Regions from separate parts of the Rattus norvegicus genome. Here all the other regions are linked to region 2. Evidence: chromatin contacts called from public HiChIP or PLAC-seq data. All regions are on one chromosome and are shown on one strand. Each heading gives the region's core, a stretch centred on a gene start, on an enhancer-like site or on the middle of the called end of the contact. The rest is flanking DNA. Distances are from core to core; before and after follow the strand shown. Region 1 holds the start of Bin3 (bridging integrator 3). Region 2 holds the start of Rhobtb2 (Rho-related BTB domain containing 2). Region 3 holds the start of Ccar2 (cell cycle and apoptosis regulator 2).

Region 1 (4,314 bases), core at 226-2,725, 290 kb before region 2:
TCCCTTTAGGAATGGGAATTGAAGAAGTGCCTTTTGATCTGTCACTGGTTAGGCTAAAACGAGATGGGGGAGGTTAGCTTTTAGGGGTTCCAGTTTTCTGTTGGCCTCTCGGAGCAAGAGGTTGAGGGGAAATGAGTATCTCCTGCTGGGGCTTATTAGAGCATGGCAGGGGGCTTCCCTTTACTGCTTCCCCAGCTGGCTGACATTTGTCCACCAATTAATCTCAGTCTGAGAAGCAGGTGGAGGAAGGGGCAGATGTGGTTTACACTGTACATTAGAAAGCTATCCTTGACATTGACTGACATTAGCTGCTTGTGGCTAAAGCTTGGTCTCCACTGGTGGTCAAGAGTGAAAGCCTTCTCAGAGGGTGTCTAGCTAATTTTATTCATTCACAGCTGATTATCATGCACTTATTTTGCATAACAGGCTGGGCTCTTGAGCAAGTATTGCCCCTACATTAAGGCACCTTGGGATCTAAAGAGGGCTGATTAATCTCATACTTCTCTGGAGGTCAATTTATTCATACAAATGCACTGTAAACAGTTGGAGTTTGTGAGAATGGGGACTGGGGACACACAGGCTCTTGGGCCTCATGGTAAAGTCCTCGACATGGGCAATCTTTACAAAAGCCCTAGGAATAGACATAATCTATGACTTTTCCCCTCTGCACATTAAAAAAAAAATCATCAGAGCAACAAACAAGGACTAGCTTTTGGGGAAAGAGGTCTTCCCACAGTAAGCTAATCACAAACATTAGGGAAAATCTACCGTGAATTCTTGCAGCTGTGACGACACTCCAGCCTCTATGGCTCCTTGGTTTGAGGATCCTCATAGTTTAAGCTATGTCTATAGCTATAGAGAGAGGGCAGTAGGTCACAGTCCTGGAAAGATTCAAACAGTCCAATCACACATTAAGAGAATGTGTGTGGTGCAATTCTGATCCCTTTCGTGTGAGAATCAACGTTTAACTTTTTAAAAAGAATTTCGTCTTTTGAGGACTGTTAGGTAATGCTACTCTAGTTGTCTGAAAGCTGCTGGTTTTTGATCACAGAGCTGTGCCTAGACTGCCTCGGTGAGAAACACAGCTCCGGAGCGGATAAGCGCGGGGTAGAAATGCCCACGGGAGCGAAGGAGGACATTGCCTCCACCTCGATGGATAGCTGAGAGAAGAGAGAAGAGGGGCTCTTCAAGCCAAGGAGTTGAAAGGAAAAGCGATGAGAGAAAGGGCAGGCAACAGGATCAGACGCGGGGTCTCAGGCTAAGGGATCCTCGGAAGCCTGGCCGAGAGACGGAGCCTCCGGGAGGGCACCGAGGAGGCTCCCGGAACCGCTTAGAAGCGGGACTGTCAGGCCGCTCTGGCTCCAGCCGACGCCACCCGGCCTCACTCACCAGCTCATGGTCCTAAACTCACGCCGACTGCCGGGGTCCTCTGTAGAAAAGTAGATTCTCGAAGATCACTTCCGGATTCGGCCAGTCTCCAGGAAGTGATGTAGGACACGCCCTCTTTTGCCCGGAAGAGGCGGGAGGGAGGCGGGCCCACACGTTAACACTTTCTTCTCTGTTTGAGGTGGAGTTTCCTTTGCGCGACCCGGTTGCGCCCCGGGCCGAGCTAGGAGCATCTTCACAGGCTAGTCACTGTTATTTCTCTGTCTGATACGGGGTTTCTAACTCAGAGACACAAGCAGTGACTGTCGTGGGGAAGGAGCTAGAGGAGACGTAGTAGACGGGAAGCTTACGCTTTGCTCTAATGTTGCAAGAACGTTGCAAGTCTCACATACATCACCTGCTACAACAAGGGTCTTCCCCCCTCCCCGCCCCCTTCAAGATGGTTCGGGGTTTGAATGGAAGCAGAGTAAGTGCTTTCCAGGGTGGAATATTCTGCGAAGCTATTCAATGAAGGAAGATTCAGCCCGGGGTGATGACTTGTACCTGTAATCTTAGCGCCCTGGAGGTTGAGGCAAGGAGGGACCATGACTTGGAGGTTAGTGTAGACAACATGGCCCATCTGGGCTTCATAATCAATCCAGTCTCAAGAGAAAACAATACAACAAAGCCTATCAAACAAACAACAGCAACAACAAAAAGGAAGAAGTCCGCAGCAATGTTAGGAAAGATCCCAAGTTCTATTTATTTGAATGTGCTAGGTACTGTGGTAACCTGGAAAGGGAGAGAGTATTGGCGTGGGGGTGGGGATACGGGATACGGCCTTGAAAAAGAGTATTGATCTTGTTCCTGTGCCCTCCAAATAGCTACTGCCTTGCAGGTAGAGGTAACAACAGTATTAATAATAACAAGGCAGAACAAGTTGCTGGACAGGCTGTTATAACTGGACATGGGGTTTTAAAAGAATAAGATCTAAGCAAACAGCTTGTCTTTGACCTCAGAATTCGGAGCCCAGTGTACCACAAACTACCTAGAGTTCTGCACTGAACTAGTTTCTCTGCCCAAGTTCCTGTTTTAGAAGAGAGAAACTCAAGCAGTGATTCTCAAGAGTGAACCATTCTAATTCTCTCCCTTGACCTCTCTAGGAATTCTCTTTGTTCAAATGGACCTTGAGGATTGTAGGCACAGTCTGGGGAGCAGCCAAGTTCCTATGAGCTGGAGCAGAGGTATACAATGTGTCCCAAATTCCCAGGGCACAGGGGATCAGAGTAGGAGGAACAAGGGATGGCTTTTAGTTTTAAAAGACTTTCCAATAGGAGCTGGCTCCCTCAAGACATCTCCCGGACCATCACCCTGCTATTTCTTCAGGAAAGAAGCAGGAGCACAGGAGTGGTCTTGAAGAGAATAGAAGACCAGAATCTTTGAAGAACAGCTCAGACAGAGAGCATGGGTCGGGGAGTCTTGAAGCTTTGCATGGGTGAGATGAATGTAAGTGGGTAGCATGTGATGTGAGTTTCTTGGTGTTCCAGAACCTGTGGATGGCTCTGCCCCATTTCCCCCTGCTCCATACTCAGCCTCCCTCAGACATTGCCAGTGGTGATAAATATTTTCAAAAGTTTTAGCATAGGCCCCTGTGTACATCAAGGGAAGGCCATTTTGGCGGCTGTTGGTTGGAGTAGTAGACATATCTTGCAGGACAAGAATGAATGAGAGCTGGACTAAGAGAAGAACTAAGGGCTCTAGTCCTGTCTTTGACAGCATGACCAATTTCACAAAAGTCACATCCCTTTCCTGGGCCTTGATTCCTCGTCTATCAGAATAGGGGCAGATAACACTGCTGTTGAAGTCCCCCTCAGCCAACTTCCAAGTGCACTGTTATATTGGTTCTCAACCTTCCTAATGCTTTAATACAGTTCTTCCTGTTGTGGCGGCGACCTACAACCATAAAATGATTTTTGTTGCTATTTCAAAACTGTAATTTTGCGACTGTTATGAATTATAATGTAAATGTCTGATGTGCAGGACCTGCAAAGGGGTCAGACCTATCATAGCTTGAGAACCACTGAGCTAGAGGCTCTTGGGAAATGGGACAGAGGAGACAGGACCCGAACAGAGACAAGACCAGAGAAATGAGCAGGTCTGAGCAATTGTTGATGTCTGAGGATGAAGCTAAATATGAATCTTTAGAGAGAAAAGGATTCAGTCTGAGGCCTAACTGGGACTCTTTGCTTATTGCCGACCTCAGACTTTTAACATAATCAGCAAGACCTTCTAGGTTACTGGGGAGATTGTTGGCTTCCCAGGGTCTGTCTGGGAAGTGTCTGGAAGTCTCTGAACTCAGCATGGCCTTCCTTCCTTTCAGCAAGCAGGACCTTAGGCATAGGGTGGATAGTCAGGTTCCTTCATGTTCTGCACACCTAGAAGCTTCTCTCTGTGACCCTCCGGGTGAGTGAGTGGTACTCCTCCCTAGGTAGCTGTGCACAGGAACCCACCTAGCGCACATGGTCTGCAGAACTACAATCTGTGTCTTGCCTTTCTATAACCAAAGAACAGTATAATACAGGTTGATCCTGCCTCTTCAGGGATGGAAAGGAGCAAGGTTGGTTTATAAGTAGAAGCTGAGACTGGAAGGGCTTCAGGCAGAGGTGATGCTCCTGACTGAAAACCTGGTAAATATTGCTTCTTCCCCAGATGGCAGATGGCAGAGGTCTGTTTAATGAGCAAAGCTATAGAGGAACAGATCTATTATTGCCCCAACCTCTCCTCAGAGTCTTTAACTCAGGAACTTATATACAAATGCTCTGGGGGGGGGGTGTCTCAGAATATGTTACATCTTGCTTTGTCCTAGCCTTTCCAATATGAAGTTTAGGGATGGCCCAACTCTTTCACAAAGCCTCATGGAGGCTCCTGAAATGGACCAAGATCCAGGCC
Region 2 (4,431 bases), core at 1,265-3,764:
AAGACAGAAACTCAAACTGGGCAGGAACCTGGAGGCAGGAACTGATGCAGAGACTGTGGAGAGATGCTGCCTCCTGGCTTGCTTCATCTGTCTTGCTCAGCTTGCTTCCTTACAGAACACAGGATGGACTGGGCCCCCCCCAACAATCACTAATTAAGAAAATACAGGCTTGCCTACAGCTCCATTTGACGATGCCATTTTCTCAACTGTGGGTCTCACCTTTCAGATGACTTTGGCTTGTGTCAAGTCAACACAAAACTATCCAGTACAACTTCTGTTTGAAGAAAAGTTGCAAGTGGGGACTGGGGACTGTGTACCCAGGTAGGGGTGGCGATTCAGGCCACCTCTCTAGCTAGCCAGTGGCCCAGCCTTGGCCATTCTACTGGCTATGAGTAGGTTTACAACTTTGACATTTGCATTGGTCGAAGACTGGACATCCCAAACCCTCCCATGACCCAGCCTGGCTTTCTCTCCCAAGAAGAGACATTGGCTAAAGAGTTCCAGGCTCAGTGGCACACCTCTAGCTCTCCTCTAGCAGAGAGAACCCTTTGCCTGCTCAGCATTGTACAAGTGACATGTTGCAGGATCCATGAAAGGTGACACCAGAGCACCCAGGTGGCAGAGCTGGGTAGAGAGACTAGGTGGGGGAGGGGTAGGGATAGGGGGAGCCCTTGCCTGCTGTAGGAACCCATAGAGGTTTTATACTGTGTTTTCCTTTGGTACAATCACTCTTAGGAGCATAAATAATGAAGTGAGACTCTTCTGTGCCAAAGGCAGAGGAGGAACATACCCAAGCAAAGTCTATCTTCTTTCTTAAACATGGATTTGAACTAGTATTTGCTTTATGAAGGTTGAGTTTGAACAGGAAGTATGAGGAAGCACTTCCAGTCACTGTCAGCCTTCTCTCCAGTAGATGTTGGAGGCGGAGGTCAGTGAAGTATCTACCTACTGCACGATGATTAAATGAGCCTGAATACACACTTACTAAGGTGCCCTGGTGAGCAGCTTTTAATCATATACACTTACAGACAATACAAATTGAATATTTGTTTATGGCAAGGTCTCCCTACATAGCCCATATTGACATCAAACTTTCCATCCTCCTGCCTCAATACCCTCAATGCTGGGGTTAGAGATGTGTATTTTGGCCACTGAACTTGGCCAACATTCAGTTTTTACTTGACTTTGGAGAGGGATCTCTCTTTCATATCATATTTTGCATAAACCAACATTAAAATGGATCCACATTCTCAAAAAAAAAAAAAGGTTGGAAGCGTGATAGGGGAGGTTGACTGGTGAAGGTTGCCAGTCTAGGCTTTAAAAATTGTCCAGAGTGGGGAGGGGAACACCCAAATAGAAGGGGAGGGGGAGGGGTTAGGGGGATGTAGGCCCGGAAACCAGGAAAGGGAATAACAATTGAAATGTAAATAAGAAATACCCAAGTTAATAAAGATGGAGGGGAAAAAAATCTGTTCAGAGATAATTGATAAGATGTATAATTCCTAGCAGTCCAGATCATTCTACCAAACCCAGCCTTGACCACGGATGCTTCCTTCCAATAAACAGCATGGATGGCATCAGATTCAACCCATTTTTATTTTAGTGTTTAGAGACAAGGTTTTGCTTTGTAGCCCAAGCGAGTCTTGCACTCATGACAATTCTTCTGTCTCACCCACCCACCCAAGTGTTGAGGATTACAGCCACCATATTTGGCTTGGCTTGCTGTACAGAAGAGCACCCAGAAAAGACTTAGGTGGGGTTTCTCTGGCTCATATCCCCATGGCATTCTTTGAAAAGTTATGAAGATACTAGTGGACTCTCTGTGACAACAGGTTGGGATAGGAACCTCTGAAGGTCTTGGCAGACAGGTAAGAAAGTACAGGTATGGACAGAAAACTCACTAAGAACACTAAGTCGAAGCTGCAGGGAAAATGCAGGAAGAAAGGGTCCCCAGTACTCGAAAAAGCAAGGTGATAGAGCAGTTGTGTGCGAGTAAGAGGCTTGGTTGAATTAGGGAGAAACAAGAAAATCTTCCCGTAGCCCTCTGACTTGCATTCCCAGGGCGCACCGCCGGATGAGTTTCTTCCTAGCCTCCCGGGGAAAACCATCTTGAGGGGCCAGCTAGGTTTTGAGGCTGGCGAGGTCAGCTGCTGGCCATTCGTGGCTCCCAGGGGAAAAGGGAGGCGGTGCAAAGAACAAGAGCGGAGGGGCGTGCCCGGGACTGGGGGCGTGTCTCGGGCGTGGCCGCCGGGTGTCCAATCCCCTTCGCTCCCCTTTCCACCAACCGAGCGCCGCTGTGGGCGGTGCCTGTCACAGCAACTGTTCCTGGGTGCAATTTTTTTCCCTTTTTTTTCTCCCCCCCCAACTTTGCTTTTTTTGTGAATGAAAAAAGGAGGTCGTGAGCGGTCCCGGGGACTGCGGCGCTGGGCGTCTTAAGGCTGTGCGCGTGCGGCGGCCTCACCCGGCGCTTGGCTCTCTAGCGCGCCGCCCGCAACCTCTGCAGCGCAGCCGGGCGGCGGCGCGGCCCAGCGGCTGGAGGTCTGAGCGGCTGCGCGCAGCCTGGCTCTTCGAGCCTCCATGACATTGGGCGCCCGGGGCGCGCGGAGATGCTGATCCGGAAGAGGCAGTGGCTGCAGTGCAGCGCCCCAGGCTGCTCAGGCGCCGCGGTCCGACCTGGGCTCTTGTGCCAGAGTTTCTTCTGATCGCACCTGAACTGGGACCCTAGGAGGTTGGATCTCCAGCACAGAGCAGCAGCGTCGGTGGCGCCCCAACTTGCACGCGCAGAGTGACCCCAGACAGCTCACTAAAATGAGCGTGCTTAGCAGGAAGAGATGTGTTCCCTACACTAGAAATTACCCCGTCACATGTAGTGGTGTAAGTACACGATTGATTTCTATTATGGCCGGGTTGCAAGCAGCTTCTGCAAACGTGCTACCTCGCCTTGGCTCAGCCTTCAGCGCCCACCCCTCTCCTGCTTGTCTCTCTCCTGCCTTCCCCTGAGCTCCACTCTTCCCTTGGGCACTTGCTGAGGCTGCTTGGTTCAGAAGGAAGAGAAACTAACCTTTTCTTGGGTGTTTTTAGGGAAAACTACATGTTTTGCATCGGTGTGGCGTGCCCCTCCCCCTTCCCTATTTATTTCATTTAAAAAAAAATTGTGTGTGCAGAGCGTCATGTCAGGAGGGAAAATAAGAGGTTCAGAGTGGTAGAGAGGCACCTTTTCCCCTTTTCTTTTCTTTCTTTCTTTTTTAAACCAGTACAGTTGGGGTGTTTGCTGACGGCTGTGGAGCTAGCTGTTTCTTTGAAGTCCAACTCCACTGTGATCTGTCCAGCTGAGTTTTGGTAAACTACTGATGGAAATGTTGAGCTTTCTTTGTTAATGTTCGGGTATTCTAGGGTTGAAAAGGTTTATCCTGTATTTAGGCTTCTGTTTCTGTTAACGTGATCATTTAAGATCCCTTTGGGCCTTGCTTTACGTTTTCTGAGTGGGGAGGATCCACCCCTCCACCTTCGCCCATATTACAATGTCAGCTTCCTCAGTGGGAGCTCCTTTAATTCCAAACCCACTTTTCCTTTGCTCTTTTCCTCCTGATTCTTCTTTTCTATCCATCTTCCTTGATTTTTACTTTCGTTTTCTCGATTTTCCTCCCTTTCACGTTTATTTATTTATTTTTTTTTGTAAGATGCAGGATGTAGGATTTGGTTGCTAGGAGACAAGCCAGGCTCCCAGGGAGATTGTCGTTTCCTTGACAACCAGACTAGGGCAGCCACAGATGAACAAGCCTCCTATCAGCTGTGGGAGGGAAAGAGGGGCTTTTGAGCTCTGCAAAGAGTGTGTGTAGGGGTGCGGGGGTGGGAATGGGAGCCCTTGAGGTTTGTGGGTAATCTGAGTACACCTTCAGATATGTCCTGGACAGAGCACAAAGAACTGGGAAAGCTGATGTGCAGGACACTGTTTGTGAAGAGCGGGCGGTGATTTGGGGACAAGAGTTGGGGGAGGAAATATTGGTGGTTTTAGGATTGTCAAGAGAGTGGATGGAGTGAGTTGAAGGTTGTGATACCCAGGTCAGGGTGGAGGATGGTCAGGAGGCTCTGAAGGAATGGGGCTGAAGAAAAGTCTCCAGTCACTGAAGAAGAGTGTGCCAGAGGGAAAGGGACAGTGGGGAAGTTCACTGCATGGTTTGTATTGTCATGCATCAGCAGCGATCCAGAAAATAGTAATATTCTAGAGCAGAAATTATATTAATATTGCCATGATGTCTCCTGGATAGGATCCTCATTTAAGACAGGCCTGATTAGACAAAAAGTTCTCCTGGCTTAATTGGGCCAGCCTGTATCTTAAAGAGAGATATAATTACACATATGGATATGCAATCTAGCATTATATAATACTATATTACATAAGAAGACAAATGCCTCCTTCCACCCTGGCTC
Region 3 (4,320 bases), core at 707-3,206, 340 kb before region 2:
AGGTTAAGGGAGGGAGTGATGGGTCAGGATGTTGATATTGTCCTGTCTTGACAGTTGTCATCTTAGTCCCTATGGAATCGGTGAGACAAAGTATAGGAGAAGATGCTCCAAGTAACAGGAGTAGTTAAGATGCCCCATTTGTTGGTGCAGAGAGGGAAGACTATGTAAGATTGGGGACAGTGGCTTTCCCGAAGCCACAACCAGATTGTGGGCAGTGTGTTCATCCTCACCGGTCAAGGCCTCACTCTTTAACACTGAAATTTAGGGGCCGGTGAGGTGGACACACAAAGTATTTTATTGTGGGTGAAGTCTGTCACAGTTGGCAGCTTCTCCTCAGAAAGTAAACAATGCCTTCCTGTTTTTTTTTTCTTCCAGTCTGACTTTCCTTTGCTTTTCTATAGGATGGAGTTCAGGAATCTCTCTGAAAGGACTCCAGGCCATTCCCAACGGAAGATCTTTATTCCAACATTGGTCGTTAAGAAGCCACGAGCAAAAAATCTTTCTGTATGACCTCTTGGCACCTGAGTGGAGAGGATTTGCCAAGAAGTCCCTCACATTTTGGCTTACTGCTGCTTCTCTGCACTGCCAGGAGAAGCGATTGGTGCTTTCTCCTCTTCACGGTGAAGGCCAAGTCCTTCTCTAAGCATCGAGGCAAAGAGCCCTGGTTTCCCAAGAGGCACTCAAGTGCAGTTTCAGCACTCTTCCCGGGCTCTTCCTCTTTGTCATAAAGCTCTGGGCTTAAGCAAAGTGAACTGACTTATTTATCAGGTACTCACAGAGTATGTTAGTATGGGAATGTGTCTGCATGTTGCAGATGTATGTCTATGCTATCTTTGTTGGACTTTTGACTGCCTGAATCCAATCATCTGATGGAATAATTTGTCCAAAGGGTTGGTGTTTTGGGTGTCACTGGAAGGATGGCACTGATCTTCATTCCACAATGAACAGTTACTGATGTGGATTTCTTCCTCATACCGGAGACAGCAGCCCTAGGACCAAGAACAACACTGCCTTGGGTACCTTTGTCATAAGTCATGGCTCTGGAGCACAGCCCTTGAAGACTGAATGAGGAATTGGGGGGGGGGGCAGAGATCATGACCATTGTGAGGAACAACATATAATTTGCAAGGTCAACTCTAAGATGCTGTGTTGTATCCTGGAGTTTAGACCATAGCAAAGTCTCTTAATTTCTGAGCCACAGCTTCCTACTTGGGATGATGCCTGCCTTACCTACCTCATAAGCTTGTTAGGAGATAAAGTAACATTAAACCTTCTCAATGTGTGCTGTGACTGTTTAGTGAACAAGAAAGGGTGTGCTGCTGGAGAAAAACAGGAATGGAGAGATGAGAGGCTACTGTTAAAAGGTGTGAAAACAGCCATGTTTCTGGCAAGATTTTGGATAAGCCATTTTATTGAGATCTTGTACATTTCATATTTGGGAGTTTGGGCACATATTTCTGATATGCTTACCCCTTGCTGGTGATGCAGTCAATAGAAAGGCAAGAATAGGGACGGGGGTGGGGTGGGGAGGATCATTGACTTTAGTAAGAATATCCCCTGCAAATGGCCCCTGAGTAGGTATGCTCCTCCTCCAGCCAATGGAGGCGCTGCTTCTTTTGCTGCTGTAGTCTTGGGGGGTTAGTAGAACACAGCAGGGTGTATAAATGGTAGTCTCTTCCATGTGTTTTAGGGAGGGGTCCAGTTCCAGTCATTTTGAGACCAGGAACTAATGGTTCGAGACTACTTTTCTGATGGGACACTTGAGAGAGGACACCACCGAGCTCAGCTTCCGAAGGCATTATCGGATCTGGGAAGGCGCACTTCCGTTCCACAGTTGGAGCGGGATGGCAGGCTGGTGTGGGGGAAGGGAGAGGTCGATGGAGAAGAGGGAGGTACCATATCCGGGAGAGTGGCAGCTTCCGACCAGTGGTCGCTCTTCCGGAGAGGCGTTTCCGGTGGTGGTGGCAGCAGCAGCTGCGGTGGTTCCGGGTGTCTTTGTCCCCCTGGTGTCGTGGCCCTGGCCCGCAGGTGGGTTGGGGGCCTCTCGCTCTGCCTCTGCCTCTCAGTCTCTCTCGGGTGGCGAGGCCGCGGGGTCCGAACAGCGAAGATGCGCCAGTCGCGGAAAGAGCCGAGCCCCCTCAGGACTGCAAGCTCCGTCTCCCTGGCAACGGCCTCGGCCCTGGGGGCGGGCGGGAGGAGGAGAAACCTCGCGCCGTGGTCCTCCCACGGTGGCCTCTCGGTGGCCCGGCCCGGAAGGCTCTGCGCAGGCGGCTGCGGAGGCCGGAGTCTAGGGTCGGGACCTAGGAGGAGGGAGCGGCGTGCAGGCCGCTTGGCGAGGGCCGGCTGGACAGCTCCCTTCCCACCAGCGGGTCTGAAAAGACGCCTGGCGGTCTTCCGGGGAGAGGCCTGCATCACCTTCCCGCTACTCGCACCTCCATTTTTTGCCCCGGCCCTGTGTGGAGTGTTTTGGCGGATGTTTTTGAATGAATGACTGCCACCGGAGCTCTTCCAGTCCTCACTCCGCCAGCCTCTCTAAGGGTGCCAGTGGCATAGTGAAAGGAGTGCTAAGTTGTTGGGAGACCTGGGTGTGAGTCCCGCTCTGTCACTATCTGGTTTTGTGGCCTTGGGCAAGTCTCCTGATCTCAAAGCTCCAGTTTCCTTGTCTGTAAACCAGCATGTCATTAGCACCCACCGCTAGGTTATTGTGAGAACAAACTGGAGTAACATAATTACCTATTTCATTTCCTCTTCTACATCCTCTCCATTCCTCCATTTTAGGACCCACCTCTTCACCGTAAAGCTTTACTTCATTAAGATTTTTCATCTCTCCCCCTAGCCCCGTAATAGATGGAAGTTTCCCATTCTAGCTGTTAACTTCTTTCTCTTTTGATTGAAGGTTTCCACCCAAGACCTTGAAAGGACAGCATTCCAAATGTCCCAGTTTAAGCGCCAGAGGATCAACCCACTTCCAGGGGGACGGAACTTCTCAGGTGCTTACCTGCTTACTGGTTACACTCAGAATATGCTCTAGACTCAGTTTCCAAAAATATGGCTCGGGTGTTTCCCTGAATATCTGATTAGCTGGTTGGAGCCACCTAGACCTCTGGGATTACAGGATCCTCTGGCTATCTTCTAGCACTGAGGGTAGTAGGTGCAGTTGCTGGAGGTTGCTTCTCTGTCCCCATAGGCGCAGCTTCAACATCTCTTTTGGGTCCTCCTCCTGGTCTGCTTACTCCTCCTGTGGCCACAGACTTGTCCCAAAATGCCAGGCACCTTCAGGTATGTTGGGTGCCCTTTCTAGTGAGTTCGTTCCCCTTTGGGGTTACTGTAGTATGTTTGGATGTCTGTTGTGTGTTGTTTCTCGTTACAATGGTCAACATCCCTGGCTTTTTGCTTGTTTGTTTGGTTTGGTTTTGTCCTTTTGTCCAGTGTTGGGGATCTCAAATACCTCTTAGGTTGGGGAATCTTTAATATCTGGCTCCAGAGAGATCTTTTGGTGCCTTTTGGGATTAAAGGACTGAATATCCTAGAAGGAGGAAAGTCATGAATTAGCTTCTCTCCTCTTTATAGACAGGTTGTGTCCACTATGTTTCTTTCAAGGTGAATTTTCTTTTAATACTATGAGCCAGGTCCCTGTGGCTAGAGATGAGGCTCTAGTGGCATAGCATGGTTCTGTTCAGGTGGCTTCCTGTTGCTTTTGACCTATTCTTCTCTTGCAGAGTGGGGAGAAGCAGCGAGTCTTCACTGGCATTGTTACCAGCTTGCATGACTACTTTGGGGTGGTAGATGAAGAAGTCTTTTTTCAGCTAAGGTAGGCTTAAGGCTAGTCTCTGCTGAGAATGATTGTTGAATTCAGTTCTGTCTCCATGCTGGTGGGCCCCCTCTTTAAAGCCATTGCTTTGCTATTTTACTGCAAGGGATGAGAGATTTTGATGGAGAAGGTCTCCCTGGGGGCGGTCAGGATAACTTGTACAGGGTGCCTCCTGATGGGGCCTCCCCATTTGTGTGCTGGCAGTGTGGTGAAGGGCCGACTACCCCAGCTGGGTGAGAAGGTGCTGGTGAAGGCTGCGTATAACCCAGGCCAGGCAGTGCCCTGGAATGCTGTCAAGGTGCAGACGCTCTCCAACCAGGTATTTTTCTTTCCTTAGCATGCCCACTGCAATGGGAAGGAGAGGAGGAAGTCCTGTGGCCTGACTTTTGAGCACAATCCTTCCTTTTGTTGGGGGGTGGGGTGGGATAGATGTCTCTTCATGCTATCAACCTGGGGATCCCCTGAACTTACTGGCTATTTTCTTTAGCCCTTACTGAAGTCTCCAGCAC

The links. HiChIP or PLAC-seq counts read pairs in DNA pulled down with a chosen protein or histone mark.
Region 1: a contact with region 2 is called in an H3K27ac HiChIP or PLAC-seq map of oligodendrocytes, with 5 times the contacts expected there. The contact joins the promoter of Bin3 here to the promoter of Rhobtb2 in region 2. A contact is called at or near these places in 1 of 12 Hi-C or Micro-C datasets (psoas muscle) and 1 of 1 datasets of contacts at active chromatin or transcription factors (oligodendrocytes).
Region 3: an H3K27ac HiChIP or PLAC-seq map of oligodendrocytes shows a contact between it and region 2, with 5 times the contacts expected there. The contact joins the promoter of Ccar2 here to the promoter of Rhobtb2 in region 2. A contact is called at or near these places in 1 of 12 Hi-C or Micro-C datasets (frontal cortex) and 1 of 1 datasets of contacts at active chromatin or transcription factors (oligodendrocytes).

Annotation. Positions count from the first base shown.
Region 1 is chr15:51,580,635-51,584,948 of GRCr8, reverse strand. It overlaps Bin3 (bridging integrator 3), which reads right to left and starts at 1,475. Exons shown (of 9, transcript NM_001013186.2): 1 at 1,390-1,475. The coding sequence starts at 1,397.
Region 2 is chr15:51,296,292-51,300,722 of GRCr8, reverse strand. Rhobtb2 (Rho-related BTB domain containing 2) reads left to right here and starts at 2,514. Exons shown (of 10, transcript NM_001013133.1): 1 at 2,514-2,874.
Region 3 is chr15:51,635,299-51,639,618 of GRCr8, reverse strand. Ccar2 (cell cycle and apoptosis regulator 2) reads left to right here and starts at 1,956. Exons shown (of 21, transcript NM_001170472.2): 1 at 1,956-2,028; 2 at 2,897-2,990; 3 at 3,188-3,279; 4 at 3,720-3,811; 5 at 4,016-4,130; 6 at 4,299-4,320. The coding sequence starts at 2,933. C15h8orf58 (similar to human chromosome 8 open reading frame 58) reads left to right here. Exons shown (of 7, transcript NM_001134571.3): 7 at 402-1,283. The coding sequence ends at 510.